2 separate regions of the Drosophila melanogaster genome follow, and region 2 is linked to region 1. The links are chromatin contacts, called in public HiChIP or PLAC-seq maps. All regions are on one chromosome and are shown on one strand. The core of a region is the stretch at or near the end of the contact, and the rest is flanking DNA. Distances in the headings are between cores, read along the strand shown. Region 1 holds the start of Sirt2 (Sirtuin 2). Region 2 holds the start of Stat92E (Signal-transducer and activator of transcription protein at 92E).

The links. HiChIP or PLAC-seq counts read pairs in DNA pulled down with a chosen protein or histone mark.
Region 2: a POLR2A S2P HiChIP or PLAC-seq map of the Kc167 cell line shows a contact between it and region 1, with 5 times the contacts expected there. The contact joins the promoter of Stat92E here to the promoter of Sirt2 in region 1. A contact is called at or near these places in 9 of 107 Hi-C or Micro-C datasets (the D17-c3 cell line, the Kc167 cell line, the S2 cell line and 3 more) and 3 of 6 datasets of contacts at active chromatin or transcription factors (the Kc167 cell line and the S2 cell line).

Annotation. Positions count from the first base shown.
Region 1 is chr3R:20,325,444-20,331,048 of dm6, reverse strand. It overlaps Sirt2 (Sirtuin 2), which reads right to left and starts at 2,584. Exons shown (of 4, transcript NM_001300493.1): 1 at 2,376-2,584; 2 at 2,229-2,320; 3 at 2,076-2,172; 4 at 134-2,020. The coding sequence starts at 2,460. The coding sequence ends at 1,134. CG4360 reads left to right here and starts at 3,046. Exons shown (of 3, transcript NM_142622.3): 1 at 3,046-4,176; 2 at 4,251-4,733; 3 at 4,897-5,605. The coding sequence starts at 3,513. The coding sequence ends at 5,420. It also overlaps asRNA:CR45800.
Region 2 is chr3R:20,548,745-20,554,844 of dm6, reverse strand. It overlaps Stat92E (Signal-transducer and activator of transcription protein at 92E), which reads left to right and starts at 2,534. Exons shown (of 8, transcript NM_001275828.1): 1 at 2,534-2,764. DPCoAC (Dephosphocoenzyme A carrier) reads left to right here. Exons shown (of 6, transcript NM_001300499.1): 2 at 1-139; 3 at 646-949; 4 at 1,010-1,275; 5 at 1,535-1,718; 6 at 1,789-2,460. The coding sequence ends at 1,936. It overlaps att-ORFB (alternative testis transcripts open reading frame B), which reads left to right and starts at 445. Exons shown (of 5, transcript NM_206523.3): 1 at 445-592; 2 at 646-949; 3 at 1,010-1,275; 4 at 1,532-1,718; 5 at 1,789-2,210. The coding sequence starts at 555. The coding sequence ends at 1,261.

The sequences.
Region 1 (5,605 bases), core at 1,335-3,834:
TCTGAATATTTCTTTTTCGTATTTATTTTTATGTTTCAAACTAATCTTTGTATTGAATAACGTAACGTGATGAGCTAATCGATATTTATTTAACTTTTTCATGCGAACACAAATAATTTTTATTTGTGCAGCAAAACATTCGCTGAGAAGGCAAGACTCGGGAAAATTGCACATAGACAAGATCTTAGGCCATTAGCTTTAATTGCAAAAGTTTTGGGCCAAAAGCAAGTGCAATTCCAATGGCAACAGCAGTGGCAGCTGAAACTGCAACAAATTGCGTGGCTATCAATATTTCCGTGGCTGCATTTGATTTCCTAATGCATCTGCAGCCATTCATGTCCCGAAGTTGACAGGCTGGGATGCCTCCCATCATACCATGCATCCACCTCCGAACCGTCGCCCCTGTCAACGATTAACAATATCCGGTTGTGTACCCCGGCAGTAGCTATCCGCTGGCCCGATTGCGAGCTTGGTTTTAATTAGTCCTGCCCGTACGTATTTTCTATTGGCCAATTCACCGCAGAAGCTTCATTACCGGTCTACCGTGTGTGTCTCTTTCGCTTTGTGCGTGTGTGCTTCTGCAGGACAGATTGCGAGTCATTAAGTTGATGCAGCAGTAGCAGCAGCAGCAGGAGGAGGAGCAGGAGCAGGAGCAGCATCCGTGTAAGCCACACAAACAGGCAGTTAGAATGCCACATGCCACGCCCACAGCAGCGGTCGAGCCATGTCGAGGGGCTGGGCAGCTGTAACTGAATCGAAATCAGCATCAGCACCAACACCAACACCAGCATCGAAATCCATAGCCAAGCCCGGATCAGAGCAGAAAACGAAACAGAAACATGTCGAGAGTTAACCTTTGTTGGCGGTTTGCTGCTTTTTGTGCGCCGGAAACGGCAGAGCAACTCAATCAGTTTTTGCGGTTTATGGTGGCCCGGCCAAAAGGGACACGCTAATGGCTCACAAATGGCACTTGAATAATTGAATGCCGGAAACGGAGGAGAAAGAAAGCTCGCGGTATTAGCCAGCAATGCCTGCGCTTGGCATTGTCCGCTTTATACACGTAATCCACATGTAAACAAATTGCACAATTCAACTACAAATTAACTACGGATGTTACTAACTAATCTTAGGGTCTAAAGCGAAGCATCCTTCTTGTCCCTATCGCCCGAAGTCATCTTATCCGGGTCCGATTGCGGTTTCTCTTTGCCTTGTTGCAGCTCCTCACTATTCTGGCTGCCGCTCAGTTTCTTCCTTTCACTTGTAATTAGCTGCTGCAGCTCTTGGTCCCAGCCCAAGGCTTTGGCCAGAGCCATTACGCCAGCATCACAGTCGCCCAGAAAGGCCACATCCCTAGTGTTATTGGGCTTATCGAAGAGTAGCGATCGCGTGTTGGGATCCATAAAGAGCACACAGCTGGCCTGACCCACTGCATCGCGATTGATCAAGAGGCGAATGCAACGTGGTCCTGGTCTCCACACCAGTGAAGCAAACGGTTGCACTTCCAACGATGTGCCCATGATGATCAGCAGATCGCAATCCTGGAAATCCTCTTCAGGACTGGAGTAAAATCTCTTTGGCAAGTTTTCGCCAAAGAAAACAATGTCTGGTTTAACAACGCCTTGGCACTTTTGGCATTTGGGCAGACGATCGGCGAAGATCTCCGCCTTCATCCAGTCCATGTCGTACTCCTTGCGGCACTTAATGCAGTGGTTGGTGTGGAAGCTGCCATGGGCCTCAATGATCTTGTCCTCGGGCAGGCCAGTAAGCCGGTCTAGCGTGTCTATGTTCTGGGTGTAGTGGCGCTGCAGTAGTCCCTTGTCGTTAAGCAAACGGATAAAGTAGTGGGCCGGCGTGGGAATGAAGGATCCAGGGTAAAGTTCCTTGGCCAGTGCAAAAAACGGCGCTGGATTCTTTTCGAAGTAGTCCAGATCGAATATGGCCGTAGGATGTGGCAGCTCGTACTTCTTCAGATTGCTGTATAACCCGGAACCTGGGGATCTGAAATCCGGAATGCCAGCAGCTAGGAATGGCGATAACTTAGTAAGTTTTTACAATGGTATATAGAATGTACCAACATGTAGATATGCCGGCTCCCACCATGGTCACAATCTTGCGGAAACCATGCACACGCCAATGTTCGGCAAAGCCGTCAAAACTCAAATCTGGAATAACCTGCAAATTTGCGATTTAATCAATATGATAATCAAATTATCGGGTGCTCCGCTCACCTTCTCTACTTTAACTTCCTCCTTTGCGTCCGAGGAGCCGCCGAGATGTAGAGTGTTTGCAAAGAAGCGTCGAACCTTATCCATTGTGTCGTCTAGAATTCAATTCAATTAATGAGTGACAGTAAAGACCTAACTATTTAGACTAGCCTGGGGCCTCCTCGTCGTCGTCACTGGACGAGGAATTGGAGGGCGTCGTCGGTTGTTCCTCCTTCTTTACTTCGATGTCGCCCATGGTAAACAGATTCACCTTCCGGTGAAAGTATGTAAATCTGAGGATAGTGTGATGAATTCTCCCAATTGTTTATGTTGCGTTTTGTTTTAACGTAAAAAGCAAAACAAGTTCTGACAACTATCGATAGGTTTAGGCTAACGAATAAGTTATCTCTAACAGCTATTAAAAAGCTAGAATTTTAATTTCATTGCTTATTGATTTAGATTTTAAAATCAAATTTGTGCGAGCAAACCAAAATATTATAATTACTTTAAGTAGCCTATCAATGAAAGATTTTTATTTAACAGCGATTTATTAAGGGTCGCAAATAAATATGTGTTTGTAACGGTTAGAACATATTATGACTCATTAAACAAAAAGGAACCGAATAATAGAATAACTAAAGCTAAGAAGGGCGCAAAGTTACAAAATCGAGTATAGATAAAATAACAATTACACTTTGTTGATATCTGAATATAAACTAATTGAAAGGTTAAAATCAGCTGAATTGTCAGCACGGAGTGTCCAAATAATCGATAGCTGTTATCGACCCACCCAGTGTTAGGCTCTCTAGCGCCACCAGCCCTGGCCGGCCGATAGTCGATTACTCGATGTTCGGCGGGGGTGCAGCTCTGCCCGTTCGCTCAGCCCTGGAAAACCACGCCAGTCATTTTTGTTTTGATAAGGATACGGATACAAAAAGAGCGTGGCCTGGAAAAACTGCAGAAACGGCGGAGAAAGCGCCCCAAAAGCGAGCGAAAACGGTGGAAACTGATCGTGGGGAAGTGCGCGACAAAGTGGCCGCGGATTCAGGCCCTCCCAATCGCTACGTGGAAGCGTAAGCAGCGTGTTGAAGAAGAGAAGAAGAAGAAGCAGCAGCAGCGCAGCAAAAGTACACAGAAGTGCAAACCAGACGACTGAAATAACAAATCAAAAAAGGCCCCAAAAGGAGCGGCGCAGTGGAAGCAACTGCGGGGGCGGGGAATGGCCGAGGGTCGTCGGTGGCCGCCATTGTGTAACGCCGCCGATGGGCAGACTGTAGATCCACGCTAGGATCATATCTCTCGAATATCATGCATCTGAACCATGCGACAGCCGCCACGGCAGCCATGGCCAACTATCAGCACTACCAACTGCCAGCCTCCCATGGCGGTGGCGGCGGAGGAGGAGGTGGCGGTGGCGGTGGAGGAGGGAGTAATGGTGGATCTGGACCGGGTCCCAACTCGGGACAGCAGCAGCCCACCACACTGGCCAGCCTGCAACAGAGTCCCTTTGCGCTGCATCAACTCACCGCCGTGCAGGCCATCCAGCACCCTACCCACCAAGCCATGCTCCATCCACAGCACCCGCTGGTCCATTTGCTGGACATATCCACTACAACAGCGAACAGTGGCGGAGGAGGCGGGGGCAGCCACACGCCCATTTCTCCTATGAAACAGGAGGTGCAGAGCGTGATTAGCGAGGAGGAGGTGGTGGTGGACGATCCGCGCAAGAAGAAACAGTGCCACGTGTGCAAGAACAAGTTCCGGCAGCTGACCACGTTACGCAACCACATGAAGATCCACACGGACGAGCGGCCCTACAAGTGCAAACACTGCGACAAGGCCTTCCGCCAGATCTCGACGCTAACCAACCACGTGAAAATCCACACCGGAGAAAAGCCGTTCACCTGCAACATCTGCGCCAAGGACTTTCGCCAGCAGAGCACCTTGATCAATCACATCAAGACGCACAAGGGTGAGTGTGTGGTCGCATCGTCCCAATAGACCTTATGACCTAACTCTATTTCTCGCTTCGCTTACGGGCAACAGCGGCGGAGTCCAGCACGCCAACTTCCCTGTTGAACTATCAGCCGCAGACGGGCAGTGGCAAACACCGAAAGTCCCAGATGCACCAGGCCTACCAGCAGCAGCATCAGCGCGTCCAAATCTCAAAGACCTTGTATTCCGGCAGCTACAGCTCGCCGGCGGCCGAGGAGCTGGTGAAGCCGTTCCAGTGTAGCGTTTGCAAGCGCCGCTTCCCGCAGCTGAGCACGCTGCACAACCACGAGCGGACCCACATCGATCCTAAGCCGTACAAGTGCGAAACGTGTGACAAGTCCTTTAGCCAGCTGGCGACGCTGGCCAACCACAAGAAGATCCACACGGGCGACAAGCCGTACACGTGTTCCTACTGCCACATGCAGTTCCGCCAGCAGAGCACCCTTACCAACCACCTCAAGACGCACACGCATCAGATAGCGCCTGGAGGCGTCGGTGGAGCAGGAGGCGGCGGAGGCGCCGTCACAGCCACAGGTGAGCCGCTTGTGTGTTCGCCCTACCAATGAGCCGCTTTCTGTTATCCATGTGTGCATTGATTATTAACGCTCTTCCCTAACGAAGCTTTTATTTAAATCTTGTACGCATGCTAACTTCAACAAATCATCCAACAATCCAACTCCGTACCGTCAATCTGCAGTGGATCACTCAATGCCCGCTCCTCTGGCGCCCGGGACGCAGCAGCTGACCAGTGGCCTGTTGCCGAACAACCTGCACGGTAGCACGGCGAACATCATCCAGCTGGACCACCATCCGCTACTGCATTTCCTCGACGGCAGCACCACGGTCAGCTCGGTAGTGGCCACGGCGGCGGCCAACACCAAGGTGGAGCATTTCCAGGCGGGCGGCTCGCCGTCGGGCCGGATGACCGTAGTGGGCACCATCAACATGCTGAAGGGCGACAATCCGGACCGGCCGTTTGGCTGCAGCGTCTGCCAGCGGTTCTTCTCACAGCAGAGCACCTTGGTAAATCACATCAAGACGCACACCGGAGAGAAGCCCTACAAGTGCAAGATCTGTGAGGTCAACTTCCGGCAGGTGGCCACGCTGAACAACCACATGAAGATCCACACCGGTGAAAAGCCCTACAACTGTTCCTTTTGTCCTAAACAGTTCCGGCAAAAAAGCACACTGCAAAACCACCTGCGGGTGCACACCTGCTAGACCCACTTCAGATCCAGATCGCAACGCGATCCAGGTCCGCAGCCAGCCAGCCAGCCAGTCAAGCAGCCATTGAGGAATAGTGCAATATGCATGCCACATAGCACATACACTTATAGATCGCATATACGGCATACGAATACGATTACATGAATACTATATTTGAATATATACTCGAAAGTGTTATT
Region 2 (6,100 bases), core at 1,285-3,784, 220 kb before region 1:
AGTCAGCTCTCGAGCACGATGACGACAGCCTCGGCGACGCTGTCCTCGGACCTGGACGATGCGGACACATCCCGCACCCAGCTGAGTCCATCGGAAACATCTGGAGTAGTCCTCGTACCCGCCACTACAGTCACACCCAGTAAGTAAGGCGCAAAAGACAATTCACGAGAGATTTGTTTTCCAGACGCATAGCCAAGGATTTCAAACATTTTGATACTTGAAGGCAGTAAATAAAGCTACAATCTTAATTAACATGTACAAAAATCAAATTCAATGAACTTTCTCGCAATGTGATTTCCAATTCCTAGTAACTACTAAGCATTATAAAATGGACCTATTTAACTATGAGCTTAAATCCAGGACTCATTTTATAGTAGGCACTTCGATTCCACTTGAATGCCAAACATGTCCAAACAAAAATTAGGGAAACGCTAAATTACATTGGCGACACAATGAAAACTCTTGAATTTTTGTGTTTGTCGACAGTAAAATGTCGAGTATTTGACTTCAAACCGAACTAAATTATAGAGCGTAGTGGAGTGTCAAAGTTTCCTATGTCCCTCCGTTTATTTATCCATAGTCGCGCATTCGGGTATGAATGCATATTGAGATTTTCTATTCATTTTCTACCATTTACTATTTCAGTGCGCCAGAAAATCGACCAGGTGGTGATCAGCCTGATATCCGGAGCAGCGGCGGGGGCGCTGGCCAAGACGGTCATCGCCCCGCTGGACCGCACAAAGATCAACTTCCAGATCCGCAACGATGTGCCCTTCTCGTTTCGAGCCTCGCTGCGCTACCTGCAAAACACCTATGCCAACGAGGGCGTTTTGGCCCTGTGGCGGGGGAACTCGGCCACGATGGCCAGAATCGTGCCCTACGCAGCCATACAGTTCACGGCCCACGAGCAGTGGCGTCGCATCCTGCACGTCGACAAGGACGGCACCAAGTGAGTTGTACTATGCTCTAGATTCTCACCAACTTCATGGCGAATCATTCTATTTTGCAGCACGAAAGGTCGTCGGTTTTTGGCTGGCTCCCTGGCGGGAATCACCTCACAGTCGCTGACGTATCCTCTGGACCTGGCACGCGCCCGCATGGCCGTCACGGATCGGTATACTGGCTATCGGACGCTGCGACAAGTCTTCACCAAGATCTGGGTGGAGGAGGGTCCGCGGACGCTGTTCCGCGGCTACTGGGCGACCGTTCTCGGCGTGATTCCCTATGCGGGCACCTCCTTCTTCACCTACGAGACTCTTAAGCGGGAATACTATGGTAGGAATACTACCTATATCCTAATATAAAATTCTATAGACTTAGGGGAGATGTTCATTTAAAAATTCTTGTATATTGTATATGTCCATAGAATTCGGTTTTAAGCCCCAAGTTTATTGTGGAATTATACAGATAATTTCAATTTAAACCGGCATTCTGGGTCATTGTCATTATTTTGATTATGCTAGTAGAAGTTACCTATATTCTAATTAAGTGCTCACTGAATTTGCCAACTAAATGACTTGTTTGCTTGCAGAAGTGGTCGGCAACAATAAACCCAATACTCTAGTCTCGCTGGCCTTCGGTGCTGCGGCTGGTGCCGCCGGGCAAACGGCCAGCTATCCATTGGACATTGTGCGGCGAAGAATGCAGACAATGCGGGTGAACACGGCTGGCGGAGATCGGTACCCAACCATCCTGGAGACTCTCGTCAAGATCTATCGGTGCGTGCAAATCTTTGTCAACGATTTTATTCATATTTTAATTGCGATTTTAATTACGATTTCCAAACAGTGAGGAGGGCGTCAAGAACGGTTTCTACAAGGGACTTAGCATGAACTGGATCAAGGGACCCATCGCCGTGGGCATCAGCTTCTCCACCTACGATCTGATCAAGGCGTGGCTCACGGAGCTGGCCAACTTGAGACGGGTTGAGAAATAGCCCAGCTCCCTGCCCCTGCCACTCGTCACCCATAAACACCACACCAAAAACGCACTGCTTTGATCTTAAGTCTCGCGATCGATGGATGAGCTGAGGAAATAGAAGTGAAGCACCGACATGCTCTAATTGTTAGATATTTTTTAGCTGTTAGTTGTGAGGGAGAGAAGCGATGAAGTGAAGACACCCGAAAGCGCTTAACTTTGTTATTAACCGTAATTGATTTATTATCGCCGTAAGCCGAAAGTATATCAGCCAATAAACTGTCTGAATAATGACTCGCCTGGCACATACTGCTCCCCAGGACCTCGTATTCAATGGTGTTGCTTTGACAATAACACTCCTAGATTAATGATTACGATTTACCCGAACATTTTGTATATTGTGTATTGCCAACTCAATGTCAAGGCGCTGCGACTGTTAAAATAGTCATGAATTTGAGGGTGTTCACACCAGCATATACTATGTAATTCTTGTATGTTAGTGTGTTTTTATTATTAAAATTTACAAAATTGTTTAACTGATCGATTATCTCAATCGTTTTTAAAACGCGCGCCATCGGTTGTGACAGGTGGCACCTCCGGCGATTACGCGATAACATCTTTTGCGGGGGTGCTGTATATCGAAATATGCTGGTAGTCGCGTTCGCAAAAATTCGAGTGCTCGCAAAACGAAAACAACGTAAATTTAGTGCGTTTTAAAAGTGATAATTAAGACTATTTGCCCTGGAATTAGGTGGCCCAACAGCCGTGAGCTGCAGGCGGTGTTGTTTTAAGGATAAAAAGCGTTTTTCCCCCAACACCTGCCATAACCAAAAAGGCAATCTGAAAGGTGAGTGATTTGCTGTGCTGCGCCGATTGTGGAATGGATTAATTATTTAAGGCCTATTGATTAGACGGGGCACAGCCTTAAAAAAACCCCTCTCCGAGCACCAACCCTCTTCATTTAAAGAGGGTCGGGGGTGGCATTCTCATGCTCGCTTGTTGCTGCGCACAACAGGTGAAAATTCAGAAGTCGCGTATGTTTATATGCAGAATACACAAGAGTTGGCAAAAGACCATTAATTGTGCTTCTCTGCGTCTGGGGTAACCTTGACTTTCGGTGGACAAATCAATCAAATGCAATTAATTACACCGCCAGCGGTGCATATGTGTGGGTGGCAGCTCGTGTGTGTACAGACAACATGCGCACTCATATCTGCGGCGCCACAATGATGCGAAAATGGGTGTAAACCCCCTTTGATAAATGTTTGTTTATCGCAATTAGCTTCGCAAATTGTTTATTCTTTAGCAGCCGACAGTGCTGTTAACTTAACAGGGGTGCGAGGGTTGCACTTCGGGTTATCAGAGTTTTCCACCATCAAATTCATTTTACTTCTAAATAATAACTTCAATCAACTTATTTTTCTTTAATTAACTCACAAAGTTTAGTGGAATATTAGCACGATAGAGATATATATTTCGTAACTTGTTTAGTCTTAATGTTTCTTTTAGAACATCTTTACGAAAAATCCTAAATGCTATTTGTTTAATTATGTGCATTCCAAGTCAAAAATTTATAAGTAATAACAATTCAAAAATTTTGTTTTACCATAGTTATCGAGCTTTGGTCCCTGGTTGTTAACAATATTTTACTGCGCTGCTCTATAAAATTAAATCAACTTATTTTCTAATTAGAATTTCCTATCTTCCCGGTTTGGCAGAGATTTATCAGAATCGATACCCACTGTTAACAGCGATTGTTCACATGTGTTCATCGTCCGATAGTATCGCATGTGGATCGCTTTCGCTCCAACTCTAGAGACGCGGCAGTCGTTTTTTAGCCACTATAGGGAATTGTTCGAATGCGGAGCAATTTTCAAATGCGCAACCAGTTGAATTCTTTTGCAAGTGCACTTTGTTTTCAAGGATTCGTTTAACTGATAGGATTTCCTTTGGTCGAGACTCTAGTTTTTTTTTCTAAATTCTCAGTGCGTGTGCGGGTGTGCATGTGCGTTCCGTCTCCCTCGCACTGCGTCGTGTGTGTAATGTTTGTGTGTGCGTGAAGCCAGCGCGATTTAAAAATAAAACGGCAAATACATAATAAAAAATATCGAAGAGCAACAGCGGCAGGCGTACCAATACAAACTAACCGATACCAGCCAGCCGTGTGTGTTTACACAGTGTTGTGCGTTGGTGTTTGTGTACCAAAGGTAAATAGAAATAGGAGAAAAAGAGCAACAAATTTACGAGTGGTGGGGGGTACGTATATAAATGCGTGTGTGGGTGGGAGGACTCCGCTGCAAATGTGCACTGCGCAAATAATGTGGGTGGGCGTGTGGTGGTTCCGCAAGGCCTTCACGAAGGTTCTCTGCCTTTTGGCCACAAATTCGATGCACCATCATCATGTGTTTCCACTTGACGCTTTATTTATACATCAACAAAATACCCACACACATGCACATGTGTTCTTCACGCTCCTGTTTCCCGGTCTTCTTCTTCCCCGTTCATTGTTGTTTCCTGGAAAGCCCATAAAAACAAAGGCAACAAGAATTTCGAGTGCAATAGCACAAATGGCAGCAACAACAACACTGATATCGAGTATATTAGCTGTTCCCCATCTCACCGTCCCACTCGCTCCCTTGCACAGCGAGAAAGCGAGGCTATAAAACTAAAAATTATATATATTTAATGTCCTCTGTTTAAAAAATTAAGCTTTTTTGTATAAATACATAATACAATTTTTTGTATAAGGCATTGGTAAATTAATCCCATGTGTTGGGGCCCGATTCAACACCTGGTATCACAACATTTGGCAACACATATTTAACTGTTACTCTAGCACTATTTTTTCAAGTGTCTGACGTACGGGGCCCTATCATTCTCATATTCACATGCTACTCTTGCTTTCATACGTCGCCGACTTCTGCGCGCTCAACACTTTTATCTTGCTCGCTGTCGTCGGTCGCTTACTGCCCCCTCCTCCGTCGCGGGCTTCCCCTCTCTCCACCATGACTTCTTGGCCTGGCTATAACCCGGCTGGCTTCTACCACTTCGGACAAATTACGATTGTCAGCGACGCCGACGTTAGCTAACCCCTTGGCGTTTCACATTTGATAAACCCGATCGCATTGCTGTGGACACCGTAGATTATCATTGGTCATAGTGGGTCCTCCAATCAATGGCCAGGTGGACGGTCAACTTACATAGGTTAGTTGGCAGAGGGGTTTCTTCGTTTATGTCAACTAATAAAACGCATACATTATATAACTACCATTATTTATTAACAGTGGTTAAAATCATTAATTTTATAGATGAAAGGGAGATACAATATAATATTGTACTTTATTCAGAATTGTATTTACGGTCTGAGAAACTATATTTTACATTTAAAGTTCACCCTGAATTGAAATAAAGTAGTAATGTGGCTTTTATATATTGAAAATATATTGTATATAGATTCGAATGAACAGATATACTCTAAATGCCACGATACTTAAAACTATAGGGTGCTCAAAGTTCGTTTCCCCAATTAGTTCTTCTATATCGTGTTGGAACTCACTCCCGTCAGATTTGAACATATGTATTTATGCAGCAAAGTTTATCGCCACCAATCCAGTCCACCACATGTGTTTAAAGTTATTTCTGGATCTTCGATATAGGCAGTGCTAATTATTGCGCTATTATGCGAATCACTATCCTCAAGCGCAAATCAAGCCGGCTTCTTATCGGCGACTCTCGTTATTTACTTTGTTACATTGACACCTCGTTATCAAAGTCGTTTATTGCGTTGCATTTCATTGTCGTAAATGGAGCACTCTGCTGCGCCTTCAATAGATTGGGGGCCTACTGTACTTACACATATTGTGCCTGCTTATCGCTGGCAAAATGCTTTTCTGGTGGTAGTAGATGGCCCCCGAACTAGCGAATCAAAACTTCAATCTATAGTTTCTGAGGAAGTTACTTTGAGGAACTTACTACAACGTATTTTACAAATATTTTTGTCAATATGCCCAATTATCAAGTTTGAAACCCGAAAATCTGTCTAGCTCGTAATCAAAGCTGTACTTATTATTAAAAAATTAAAGATCATATTTATTTATTACTTGAAAAACCCAAATCATTGGTTATGGAAATATTGACCCTAATGCTAATTAGTTTTTGAAAAACAAATAAGTAATATAGAGCA